Linked DNA regions of Mus musculus: region 1 is linked to region 2. Evidence: chromatin contacts called from public Hi-C data. All regions are on one chromosome and are shown on one strand. The core of a region is the stretch at or near the end of the contact, and the rest is flanking DNA. Distances in the headings are between cores, read along the strand shown.

Region 1 (6,031 bases), core at 74-2,573, 210 kb after region 2:
AGCGTCTAGGGCACAGCTTCAACATCGGTAAAACAAAGGTATCAAAAGAGTCAACTAAGATGAAGTTCACATAGCCTACAAGTCTCATAAACTGCACATCCACTTCCAGGAAAGCTGTCCCTGGCCTTCCACAGACTCTCAAGGGGTAAAAGAAACCTCTCTCCGGATGGCTAAGAACAACTAGAATACATCCTAAAAGCAAAGACAAACAAGCAAACGGAAAACAAAACCAAACACTGCCCAGTTTCGCTTTCTCATTCCCACATATTCTCCCTCTCCCATTAAGGACTGCACACCAGGCTTCACAACGAAGAGCACTGTTCCCCATCACATTCCAGGCTTGCTAAGTAGTTGCACATATAAGCTTCTGCACCTGTTTTTCTTGTGATCGTCTAAAAAAGGCCACTGCGACTGGGATAATTGGCTCAATGAGTAAAATACCTGCTGACCAAGCAAGAAGCCCTGAGTTTGGTTTGCCCAGGATCTGGTTAGAAAACAAGCCGGGGAGTAGTGGGCTTGTCCACTCCAGCACCGGAGGGCAGGGATGGGAGTATCTCTGGGGCTTTTTGGTCAGTCAATCTAGCAAAAACCGGAGGTGGAGGTGTTTCCAGGTTGGGTAAGACAGACTGTTTTCTAAAAAGTGGAAGATAAAGACAAGCAGCTTCCTCTGGCTTCTGCTCTGAATTTCTGCTCTGATGCACCTGCACGCTCGTGCTCGTACACACACACGGGAAGAGAGAGAGAGAGAGAGAGAGAGATGCAGACAGACAGAGACGGAGGGAGAACATTGGGGGGGGATGTCCTCCATCGCTATTACATTCCTCTCTTTCCGAAGAATCTTACGCCCAGCCTCACAAGTTCCAAGCCGGCGAGGAAAACCAATCAATAACCAGAGCCTCAAGGCTGAACTACAGAGCCAAGGCTGAAATGATGTGCCAGAGGAAAACCAGAATGTACTGTCAAACTATGGGACGCCCAGGATTCCCGACCCCTCTGCCCTCGTCCCCTCTTCTCTCGCTCGCCTTCAGCAATTCTGGTGCCTACGGTCGGCTGGGCTCTGCCTCCGGCTGCGGCGTGAAGAAAAACGTTACCCGAACGGGGGCTGCAACGTGGCCAAGTCCTAGTTCTGGGGTCCGAGGAAGCAGCGGCCTCATCCAGCACAAATCCTACCCTCCACCCGCCCCCCAAAAAAATCTCCAGTGTCGATCTCCGCCAGCGTTAGGAGCCGGCTCGGAGCTTTTACGTTTCCCAAAGTAGCTTCCGCCTCCGGGTTGGCCTTTGCCGGAAAGAGCGTGAGGATGACGTAAAGTGTCGCGCTGCGAGCGATTCCGGAAGAAACAGGAGTGCGGCGTGAACATGGTGAGCGGAGTGGGAGAACTTTGTCAGAGAGTTTTGGGGAGCAAACGGGAGCTCAGCCTTTGGCCAGATATAGACTCGGTGCTTCCTTGTTTGTTTGTTTGTTTGTTTGTTTGTTTAATTCCATTCTGGCCTTAGTTCGAAGGGAGTAGGGAGGGGGACTGAGTGCTGTTTGGGGAGGGGCAAGAAAAATAGAAGAGAACTTTAAAAGATGTTTTCAGCTCTTTTTAACTCGAAAACTTCTGTTTCAAGGGGAAGCAAAAGAAAACAAGGAAATATGCGACTATGAAGCGAATGCTCAGTCTGAGAGACGAGCGACTGTGAGTGGTCAGAACCAACTGGTTTCTTAAACTGATCAGAACTACAGAAGTCACGATGGGCTAAGTAGAAACATCTGATGTACTGGTTTCTTAAACTGCAGAAGTCACGATGGGCTAAGTAGAAACATTTGATGTTTTTTTGTTTTGCTTATAATGTCTTAGGTCTGTGTTGCATGGAATTATAGTCACACATTCGGTGGGGCAGGGCATGGTATCGTTGTGGGAAAGCCGGTGAGGAGGTCATACCATGGCTGTCTTCAGGTCCTGCCACCCAAGTTTAAAAAGGACGATGGGAAAAGTCCAAGATAGTCCCATTTTATAAGTTGTAAGAATTCAGAACCTTGCCGGGCGGTGGTGGCACACGCCTTTAATCCCAGCACTCGGGAGGCAGAGGCAGGCGGATTTTTGAGTTCGAAGCCTGGTCTACAGAGTGAGTTCCAGGACAGCCAGGACTATACAGAGAAACCCTGTTTCGAAAAAAAAACAAACAAACAAACAAAAAAAGAATTCAGAACCTTCGAACATGCTAGTATGATATTCCCATTATAAAGAACACTCAAGGGGCTGGTGAGATGGCTCAGTGGGTAAGAGCACCTGACTGCTCTTCCGAAGGTCCAGAGTTCAAATCCCAGCAACCACATGGTGGCTCACAACCATCCGTAACGAGATCTGACTCCCTCTTCTGGTGTGTCTGAAGACAGCTACAGTGTACTTACATATAATAAATAAATAAATCTTTTAAAAAAAAAAAATAAAAATAAATAAAGAACACTCAACCAGTTTCTCTGTATCGGTAAGGACTGGGTAAACAGTTAATTTAATGAAGACTGGGCTTCTTCGTGTTTAAGATTTTCGGAACAAGAGAGTGGTCATTAGAACCTTCAGAATTATTATTCTCAGCTTCTGATGTGGGTTTTTATTTTATCTAACAATGTCCCACTGATCACTTCCTTGTGTTGAGTCTTTATTTTATACGTGTGTTATGTTTCAGGCCTTTATAAATAACGTGGAGAAACTTTCCTCCTAAACTTGTGGTTTGAGTCCTTTTTGGTTTGATTTGGTTTGGTTTGTTGTTGTTGTTGTTGTTGTTGTTGTTGTTGTTGTTTGAGACAGGGTCTCACTAAGTAGCCTTGGCTACCCTGAAACTTGCTATGTAAACCAGACCTCGAATTTTTAGGGCTCTGTCTGCCTCTCTCTCCCTGGAGCTAGGAGGGCCACCATGCCTACCTTGGGATATTCAGAAGTCTTCAGCAGGTTAATAACAACCTCTTCACGGCCTCTTACACGTGGTTTGTTTTTGTTTTTTTTTAGCATATATTATACATAACAATAGATATCATTATGTTATTTTTCAAGTGGGTATATAATGTACTTTGAGTAAAATCAACCCCCATTTATACCAAGAAAAAAGTTAATAATTAGAATTTATTCATTAACAACATCTTGAGTTTATTAGCCTTACTGATTAATTTTTATATTTTCTGGCTACTTCCTGCTCTATTTACTTGTTCTCATAGTATATGTTGATGCTAACATCACAAAGTCCACAACTGGATTTCTTTGGTAGCAGAAAGAGAATGGAACTTGAGGTGATAGAGATTGAGCCCAGGGCTTCACGCGTGCTAGGCCAGCCCCAACAAACTGAAACTTCCAAATGAAATTTCAACTGCATCATGTTTCCCTTCTCTGGATTTGCTTTTTTTGCAGTAAAGAAAAGGATAGGTTGAAGCCTAAGAAGAAAGAGAAGAAAGATCCGAGCGCGCTGAAGGAAAGAGAAGTGTGAGTACTAAAAGCGTCAGCTTGCCTTTCCACTCAGACACTAGAAAGCAGTGGCCCTGTAAGATTCCAGGCTTCCCTGACTTCATTGCTTGTCGAGTGAAAGTGCTATCGGGGGGCACATTCTCATCTCCATGCTTTGAGGTTTTGAATCCCATTGAGCAATAAATTTTCCCTGAAGGCACTAGGACTAAACTTTTTTTCTCTTCAAAAAATCTTTTAAAACAAATAATTTCTGTTGTTTGCCACATTAAAATGTCATAAAAGAGAGACTATATTGCCACAAATCGGTGAGGTTATATATTCTGGATGAAGGTCATTCCTTTAAAATAAGTACCTTTAACGTCATGAAAAATCTGAGCACATTTTGCATAATTTTATCTTCCTGCTCTGGATTCGCAGAGGCTGTATTGTCACCGCAGTTCCTGGCTCAGGAACATCATGAGGTTTTAGATGAGTAGTGGGCTCTGCTATGGTCCTAATGCTAGACAGTCTGTTTACATTCCATCCATTTTAGGGTTCTGAGAATGGCAACGTGCTATAGCATTGATTTTAATCCTGATAACTAGATTCTTTCTGTGCCCGAAGACTAGTCTCCAGATCGAGGAAGAGCTACGTTTGGAATAGTTGTGTTTTTAAAGTTATATCAGAGCTTTCTAGTGAGCCTGAAAATAGCATGCTGTCAACTTTCCTTTTTAAAGTTTCTTTAATTATGTGTATGTGTGGCCACGATGTGTCTCTGTGGGCATGTGCACTTGAGTTTGGGTTTCTGGAGGCTGAGGGTGGAGCACCCCTGGGGCTGGAGTTACAGGCAGTAATGAACACTCAAGGTCGGTGGAGGAACTAAGAGCAGTAGTGCGTGCTTGTAACTGCTGAGCCATTTACTCAGCCCCTTTCCTGCCTACAGTGAAAAAGGGGAAAAAGATGTTTATCTATAGTGAACTTTCTCAGATACTTCAGTTTTCATTTTGTTAACATCAAAATTATCAATGTAGACTTCAGCCTTTGGTCTTATTTTCTTTCTCCTTTCAGCCCCCAGCATCCTTCCTGCTTGTTCTTCCAGTATAATACACAGCTGGGTCCACCTTACCACATCCTTGTCGATACCAACTTCATCAACTTTTCCATTAAGGCCAAACTGGACTTAGTGCAGTCAATGATGGACTGTCTGTATGCCAAGTGTGAGTATCATGCTTTTGTATTTCTGTGACATCTGTACAAAACAATCATACTCGTGCAAATCCATAAAGAGGGTGAGTGAAGACCCAGTAAGTTATCCAAGGGCCACTTAGTTTCCAGTGTACCTAGCAATGGCAGCGTTCACTCCGTCGAGATCTAATGCATGCTTGACTAGGAGTAATTAAATTCTCACAATTGGAAAGCAGTGCTTTCACTCTCATTAGAGACGTCAATTTTGAGCCTGGGTTTTAAAATTCTGAACAAATGAAAATCTGTTTTTGGTATGTACATTTCTATTAAGCAGGATATATCCTCAATTCCAGTCTACCCTAGGAAAGCTAAGTAAAGCCTATTTCCACTTACGGGAACACAGCTAGAAGTCAAACACTAGGCAGTTCTCACGCACGTTTATCCAGTTAGAGTTCATTTGTATTGCATAGGACCTGAGGTAGCTTATGCCCCAGTGTGTAGTGTTCCCATGTTTATTTGGGCATCCCCTTCTGTCGTAATCCTGAGTGGGAGAAAGAAAGCTAAGCCGTATCCAAGAGAATAGCTTCCTGATAGTGAGGCGTGTTATGTTTTTTGGGTAAGGGAAGTACCTCAGTGGTTCAATAGTGGAGCACTTCCTAGTGTGTGAGGAGCTCTGGGATTAGTCCCTACCACTGCAAAACACTGACCAAAAAAAAAAAAAAAAAAAAAAATTGCTTCATTTTATGATAGGTTCCTATTCATAAGTTGTTGCTCTGTTAAACAGACAAATGACATTCAGAGTGGAATAAATTACTATAATTAAAGGGAAATTTTGCATTTCTTTTTTCAAAAAGACACATCGGCATACATTGTTGTGGTTTGTCTTACTAAGCATCACAGATATGCTGCATTCTTTTCTGCAGATAGAAAGCTGTGGTAGCTGCTGTGAGTAGGTCTGTTGCCTTTTGGGTTTTGTTTTTTTTGTTGTTGTTGTTGGGTTTTTTTTGTAGACTTTATTATTTTATGTGTATGTGTGTTACCTGAGTGTGTGTGTTTTCCATGTGTCTGGGGTGTTGGATCCCCCTGCAACTGGAATTACAGATGGTTGTGAGCCACAGTGTGGTGCTGGGTCCTCTGCAAGAGCCACGAGCACGCTTAACCACCCTACGCTTTTCGGTAGCATGTGCCCATTTATGTCTTCATCATAGTTTCATAATTCTCACAGGATTTACAGGATGTAACAATTTTCCCCCCCAGGGGTGAGGGTTTGAAACAGGGTCTCACTATGTAGCTCTGGCTGTCTTAGAATTCTCTGTAGAGAATGGCCTCAAACTCAAAGAAATAGACCTGCCTCTGCCTCCCAAGTGCTGGGATTAAAGGCGTGCTCCACCACTACCTGGCTGTTCTTGTTTTTTTGAGACAGGGTTTTA
Region 2 (6,675 bases), core at 537-3,036:
AAATCTTTAGGGTCTCCAACAACCCTTAAACTAGAGGTTCCCAACCTTCCTGATGCTGTGACCCTTTAACACAGTTCCTCATGTTGTGGTGACCCCAACCAAAAATTTATTTTCGTTGCTACTTCATAACTGTAATTTTGCTGCTGTCAAGAATCATAATGTTAATATCTGTGTTTCTTAGGTGACCCTCGTTAAAGGGTCGTTTAGGCCCCAAAGGGGTTGAGAACCACTGTCTTAAAGACTACTGATATTTTAGTCTTCTACTTCTCTTTCTAGAAACAAATTACATCTGGGTTCTACTTGGCTTCCTTAAAAAAAAAAAAAAAAGTAACACCTGTGAAGATTAATGACATATGTCTGTAATTCCAGAATTTTCGAGGTTGAGGCAGGAGGACTGCCTGGAGTTCAAAGCCAGCCAACCTGGGCTACCAAGTGAGATTTTTTTCTGAACACAAACAATTCTAGAACAAAACAATGAAGTAACCCCCTTTTTTAATGGGGGGGGGGAGCACTTGCTTTATGTCCTTTATTTTTATCACAATCCCTACCTAGGGGACACCACTCCAGCACCTGTGGCTAGCGAGTATGTAAAGTCGGCTTGGAGGGGCGCCCAGCTCCACTGAGACACCCAAGTGCTGCTGCTAAGTGGTCCTGCTCTCTCCTTAAGAATATGGAGGAGAAACCAGGATCCTGAAGATGCTGCCAAGGCAGTTTCTACCTTTAACTATTTGTTACCTGGCTAAAATCGCTGCACAGGCTTTGGACTTAGGAGTCTTACCTCTAAATCTAGGTGCTAAGACTTCTTGGTAGAGTGGACTTGGACTCTGTATTATGTAATACCAGAAGCTTAAAATTCTTCGCTTGTAAGTCAGAAATAATATCGCCACTACACAGGGAGGCGGTGAGGGCTAGGGCTATAAAAATGGCACCCTTGGGTCCCTCAACTCATCTCCTCTCCCTTAGGCCTTCCCAGCTCCACCACCAGCTCTTTGCCCCAGTCTCTGCATCTCACTCCCAGCCCCGGGGCGGGCCTGGTGCCCTCAGCCACGGTGTCACTTACAGAGGGGTATTCATTCTTCACCGGAAGCTTATTCAGGTAGCTGTAGACCTTGTCTTTCTGGATGGGGCAGTTGATTCCACTCTTACAACCGTCAGGCTCAGGAATAGGGAAGGGGACCCGGATCCCTTCCAGGATGCCGTGGACCAAGGCCGTGCTGTTCTGGGACTGAGTGCCTAGGAAGACAGGGAGTCAGGTGGAAGGCAGCTATGCGTTTGTGAATTCTAAGTCAAGTCGTCAAATACATCATCAAATGCTGGAATGGTGACTCCAGAAGATCAGGTGGTCCCGAACTATGGGGTCTCCATCCCTATGAGTCACATTCAATACCTAGCCCTGTCACGTGATGAAGGAAGCTGGTATCTTTCCTTGCTCTCCATCAAGGGAATCAGGCTACTGGGACAGATAACCTTATCTCTCTCCCAGGACCACTGACTTCTGTCATTGAGTTTTAAATACCACAGTCTAGCACAGCAGTGGCAGGTAATCCTTCAGATGCCATGGAAGATTAAAAAGAAGTTCATTTCTCTAGCCCCTACACTGCAAGATAAGCAGAAGGGATGAAAGTATTATTACCACCGCGTGCCTCCCTCTGACTATCAGGCTATGAAAACAATGTACCCCAAGAAATTGGAATTCCCCACTGGAAGAAGGGAAAAGCTGAGCCCTGGTACCAGCAGAAGAAGGAACTTGCCATGTAGGAAGGTCACAGGGTTCTGACAACTTGGAGACAGGCCAGGAGCTGAGCTAAGGATACATTAATACCTTGACCTCTTGCCTTCTATTTAGACCTAAGCCTTGTCAGTGACCCGGAAGAGCTCACTAAGCCTCTGGATTTGTTCCTCTTCCCAGTGTGACCACACTCAGTTTCCTCTCTCAAGCTTTCACTGTCTTTTTAGACACACGGAGGACAAGGCTGCCGGGGCCCAGACCCGTCTCCTCCAGTAACATTACACATTGTAAGGGCATTTTAGAGATCTAGGGTATTAGCTGGGTCTCACTTGTTTCATTTTTAAATAATAACAATGCCTAAATTACATTAGTACACGTAGTCAGTGGGGGAGAGGTCACAGCATATCTACAGAGGCGGGAGGACAAGATTCAGGAGTCAGACTTCCTGTTCAAAGTGTGGATTCTGCGGTTCAACTTCAGGGTGTCAGCCTTGGCGACAGAGCAGGCATCGTCACCTGCCAGGTCATCATCAGGGACTCTTTTTTTTTCTTCTTAAGATTTATTTATCTTATATATGTGAGTACACTGTAGTTGTCTTCAGACACACCAGAAGAGGGCATCAGATCCCATTACAGATGGTTGTGAGCCACCATGTGGTTGCTGGGAATTGAACTCAGGACCTCTATGAAGAGCAGCAGTCAGTGCTCTTAACCGCTGAGCCATCTCTCCAGCCCCTCTCAGGGACTCTTAATTTTAGTTTATTAAAGACATGTTTATTCAGCATCATGATTAGACTATTACTCTGATCAACAACACAGACCAAGAAAACTGTACATTAAAACCCTTCACTTGGGGAGGGAGCAACGGAGAGTAACCCAGGCAGGGAAGAAGGCTTGTTGTTCTTCCAGAGGACCAGGGTTCAGTTCTCAGCATCTACATGGTGGCTTACAACCATCCATAACACTAATTCTAGGGGATCCAACAGCCTCCCCTGACCCTTGTGAGCACCAGACATGCATGTACTAAATATGCACACATGCTGGTAAAAACTATAGAATAAATCTAAAAATCAAAACTAAAAAAACCAACCAAACAAACAAACCCAAAATCCAAAGTTATAATAACAATTATGAAACAGAACAAAACACTCCCCCACCCCCCCAACCCCCGTCACTGGAATGTGTTACACTTTCCACAGAACAGAAACTAAAACAACTTGTTTCGCAATTAGTCACAGAAACAGCTCAGATACACGAGGAGTCTCTAAAACATGTCTTCTTCTCACCACCACTACTGTGTTTTGCTGAGGTCTTAACTTATAACCTGAGGCTTCCCCGTCACTTCCTGGGCTCTCCTCTCCTGCTAAGCTTTACTTCCTGGCTATAACTAGAACCTTCTGCCACAGAGAGCTCCTGCACTGGCAGCTTGGTCTTGTGGTTTAGCTAGGCACCTTTTTACCACCACAGGCTCCAGAGCTTCTGCCTCCAGAGCTACCTCCCATCACAGGCCCAGCATCTGAAGATGAATTACGGTAACTATCAAAATTGCTGCTGTGTCTACTGCCTCCAAAATGGCTTCCGAATCCATTACAGCCATCCCCACTGGCATCACACACAGCACAGCTACCACCGTTTTTAGGTTTTCTCCATACCTAAACCTAACCCTGCCACTGGTACCAAACCAACTTGCTTTTTTGGTCGTGGTGATTCACTTGCAGCGAGAGAAACCCTGACTGAGGCCCTCACTACCCCTGGAGCTGGGCTGGTTCCATTCATCTTTCCAGCCGGCCAGCCTCTGCCACCCACTGCCCTGAATGCACAGGCGCGCAAGTGCCTGTGTGGCCACACCCGGCTTTTTATGTAGGTACTGGGATCTGAACTCAGGTCTTCACATTTATGCAGCAAGTGTTCTTACATACTGAGTCTCTCCCCAGCCTCTAGATTTTTTTCTTAAACAAACAGGGGATAGGGCATATGAGGAAAGAAAGCGGAGTGGGCATTCTTCGAGCTTGGAAGCCAACAGTGCTGAGAACTTCGAGTCCTACACAGTTCACGGGAGAGTAAGCAAAGGAAAAGTTTCCAAGCAGCTGCTCTCTCCAGAGAGAAGCATTTTGCACGTGTCTAGATATCTTCATTTATCTTTATGTGTCTGTGTGTATGCACACATATGTTTTGGTGCCTGTGCAAGGGGGGGGGAGAAGGGACTCGATCCCCTTGAGCTGGAGTTGCAGGTGGTTGTGAGTGGGCATCGGAAATCCAATTGAGGTCCTCTTCAAGGGCAGCAAGCTCTCTCTCAACTGCTGAGCCATCTCTCTGTGGTGCAACACCGGCCCCACACCCCCGTGGGTGTGTGTATGGGGGGCGTGTCTCGAGTGTGACACAATGCACAAGTGGAGATCGGAGAACCACTTGATGGATTCAGTTTTTTCCTTTGACTGTCTGGGTTCTCGGGATTGAACGTAAGTCATCAAGCTTGGGGACAAGTGCCTTTACCCACAGAGCCACTTCACACAGACCCTCTCTCTTGAGATAAGGCAGCAGTTCTCAACCTGTGGGTCTTGACCCCTTTGAGGGGGGTCAAATGACCCTTTCGTAGGGTCACATGTCAGACACCCCACATATCAGATATTTACACCATGACTCATAACAATAGCCAGATTACAGTTAAGAAGTAGAAACAAAAGCAATTTTGTGGCTAGAGGTCACCACAACGTGAGGATCTGCATTAAAGGGTCGGAGCATGAGGAAGGTCGAGAAACCACTGAGATAAGGTCTCTCTATGTAGTTTCATCTAGCCTAGAATTACCTATTATATGAAGCTGCTCTTGGGCTTCCCCCACAGCCTGGCTGGAATGAAGGTTATGAAGGAGTTTTGAGGTTTGTAGAATTAAGTTTCTACTATCATAATGTAAATAACTTCCATTCTATCGTCAGCTGATACCCCTCTAAGAGTCCGATGTGCATTATGGGTCAAGTCAGACAAAACGCCAAGCTGTTCTCTCTAACCTGTGGCCACAGCAGAATCAAGCTGTTTGCTTAGGAGGAGTCTGGCCCTCACTGGTGAGATATATGGAAGCCTGTGGGGCGCAGGGAAGCCTGGAGGGAGTGTATGGAGCGGATGGAACCCCAGGTGAACGTGTATAATTGAAATGGGCACAGCCATACCAAGGACCCAATGCCTTAGACCCACGGGAAACTCAAACCTCCCTGTAGGTAGAGTGTGAATCCTGGCAGTACATGCAAAACTAGAACTGCAGCTCCCCCTCCCAGAAGTTTACAGCTTGAGGCTACCCCGATATAGTGCCCTCCTACATAGACTAGCTAACCTCTCCTATAACTCTAGGTACCACTCTAGCGTGGCTGTCATTCCCACACTGCCACCTCGGTCAGGCTTCCAGGACCAGGCTGCACCTGAAACAGCAGGAGCCCAGAGCGTGAAGGGTGTTTGAGGACACAGTGGTGGCCCTGGGGGTTTCCTGCTGTGAGACATCACACACATCACACAGCTACCCTGGCATCTGAGAGGAGCTCTGGAGTAGTTCTGACTCACAGCTAAGGTTTCACATTCCCAGCTTTGGCGTCTGTTTTATATGTTGTGAAACTACTATTTCCCCCCCTCCCACATCTAGCTGGAATTGTAAGTTGAACGCCCTCCCTCCCTTTCATCAACTCAGTCCTCCAGGTTTCCTTTCAGAACTCGACAAGTAGTGGAGAATTATGGACCCAGACTCCGTCCTGTCTGAGAACATAGCGAATTCTAGCTTTGTGTACGTTGTCAGGAAGGAGGCTGACAAATCCCTTGGTCCCCTATGCTCACTCCTATGCCTTACATACATTTTTTATATTACGGGATCGGCATGAATTGGAGGGAGACGCCACATCTACTCACCGCTGGTAAAGGTGATGTTGACACTGTAGGACTGGCCTTTGTGCAGCTGACAGGGATCGGTGGGACATGGGCTCACATTCACCTCCTTTATAACTCCCACCTTAGAGCCTGAAAAAAAAAAAGAAAAGAAAAAAACAAAGTTGAGTTTGACTAGGGAGGAAACCTGCATCCCGAGTCTGCCCGGTGCCCTCACTTGGGGATGCTTCTGCTTTCCTGAGATGAACTTTTTTTTTTTTTTCGAGACAGGGTTTCTCTGGCTGTCCTGGAAGACCAGGCTGGCCTCAAACTCAGAAATCCGCCTGCCTCTGCCTCCTGAGCGCTGGGATCAAAGGCGTGCGCCACCACGCCCAGCTCTGAGATGATTTTAGAATGAAGGAGCTGGGGCGGGGTAGATGGCTCAGGAGGTAAAACACTTGCTGCACAGTGTGAGGGCCTGAGTTTGAGCCTCCGAGAAGCTGGGTGTGGTGGTGCGCACATGTGACTCCTGTGCTTAAGGAGAGATGCGAGCAGAGAGAGAGGAAACTCTGTGAGCTTTCTAGTCAGTTACATTGCAGGGTGCAGCCAGCACAGCGGCAATAAAACCGGGAAAAAAAAAACGAGAGAGAAGGTAAGGACCGACACACGAAGTTATTCTCTGAGCTCTACGTGTGCACATCCACACACCCACATACGTTACACACCCATCTTCTCTCTCTCTCATACACACACCACACACACACACACACACACACACACACACTCACACTCACAACTTGAGACTCTCAGTACTGCTAAAATCGATCCTATAAATTGAATAAAAATCTAGTCGATTTTTTTTTGGCAAAGAGAATACCAGTGTGTGGGGTAGTGCCAGGAAACTTGGTAAGGTCGAGCAGGTTCAGAGACCCCAGCACCCATCTGAGAACGGTAGGCACCTCCTGCTCCCTGACAAGACTCCTGGTCTGGAACATGTGACCACCCTCCTCACATAGGAAAGTAATGGTCTCAAAGATCACAACAGAGGCCCCGAGGGTTTAGCCAATAATCTTCTCTTCTAGGACATTCCTTCCTGTAGAAGG

Evidence for each region. A called contact is a pair of places that touch in the nucleus more often than the background predicts.
Region 1: a Hi-C map of double positive thymocytes shows a contact between it and region 2, with 2.8 times the contacts expected there. The contact joins the promoter of Fcf1 here to the enhancer-like site in region 2. A contact is called at or near these places in 6 of 39 promoter capture datasets (the C10 cell line, embryonic stem cells, liver and 1 more), 5 of 484 Hi-C or Micro-C datasets (B cells, CD8 T cells, Th1 cells and 2 more), 12 of 115 datasets of contacts at active chromatin or transcription factors (CD8 T cells, the SCID.adh cell line, bone marrow-derived dendritic cells and 8 more) and 4 of 9 other capture datasets (adipose tissue, embryonic stem cells, liver and 1 more).

Annotation. Positions count from the first base shown.
Region 1 is chr12:84,969,607-84,975,637 of GRCm38.p6, forward strand. Fcf1 (FCF1 rRNA processing protein) reads left to right here and starts at 1,324. Exons shown (of 8, transcript NM_028632.2): 1 at 1,324-1,359; 2 at 1,609-1,676; 3 at 3,384-3,455; 4 at 4,485-4,633. The coding sequence starts at 1,357. It overlaps Arel1 (apoptosis resistant E3 ubiquitin protein ligase 1), which reads right to left and starts at 1,243. Exons shown (of 20, transcript NM_178065.5): 1 at 1,023-1,243.
Region 2 is chr12:84,759,660-84,766,334 of GRCm38.p6, forward strand. It overlaps Npc2 (NPC intracellular cholesterol transporter 2), which reads right to left. Exons shown (of 4, transcript NM_023409.4): 2 at 5,618-5,725; 3 at 1,061-1,233. Among named protein-coding and RNA genes, the nearest start is that of Npc2, 10 kb to the right of the region's middle. Within about 2 kb of position 1,787, at least 115 of the 459 cell types and tissues checked have an H3K27ac peak or open chromatin away from gene starts, as enhancers often do. A contact at or near this core is called in CD8 T cells, Th1 cells, adipose tissue and 9 more, where this site is marked.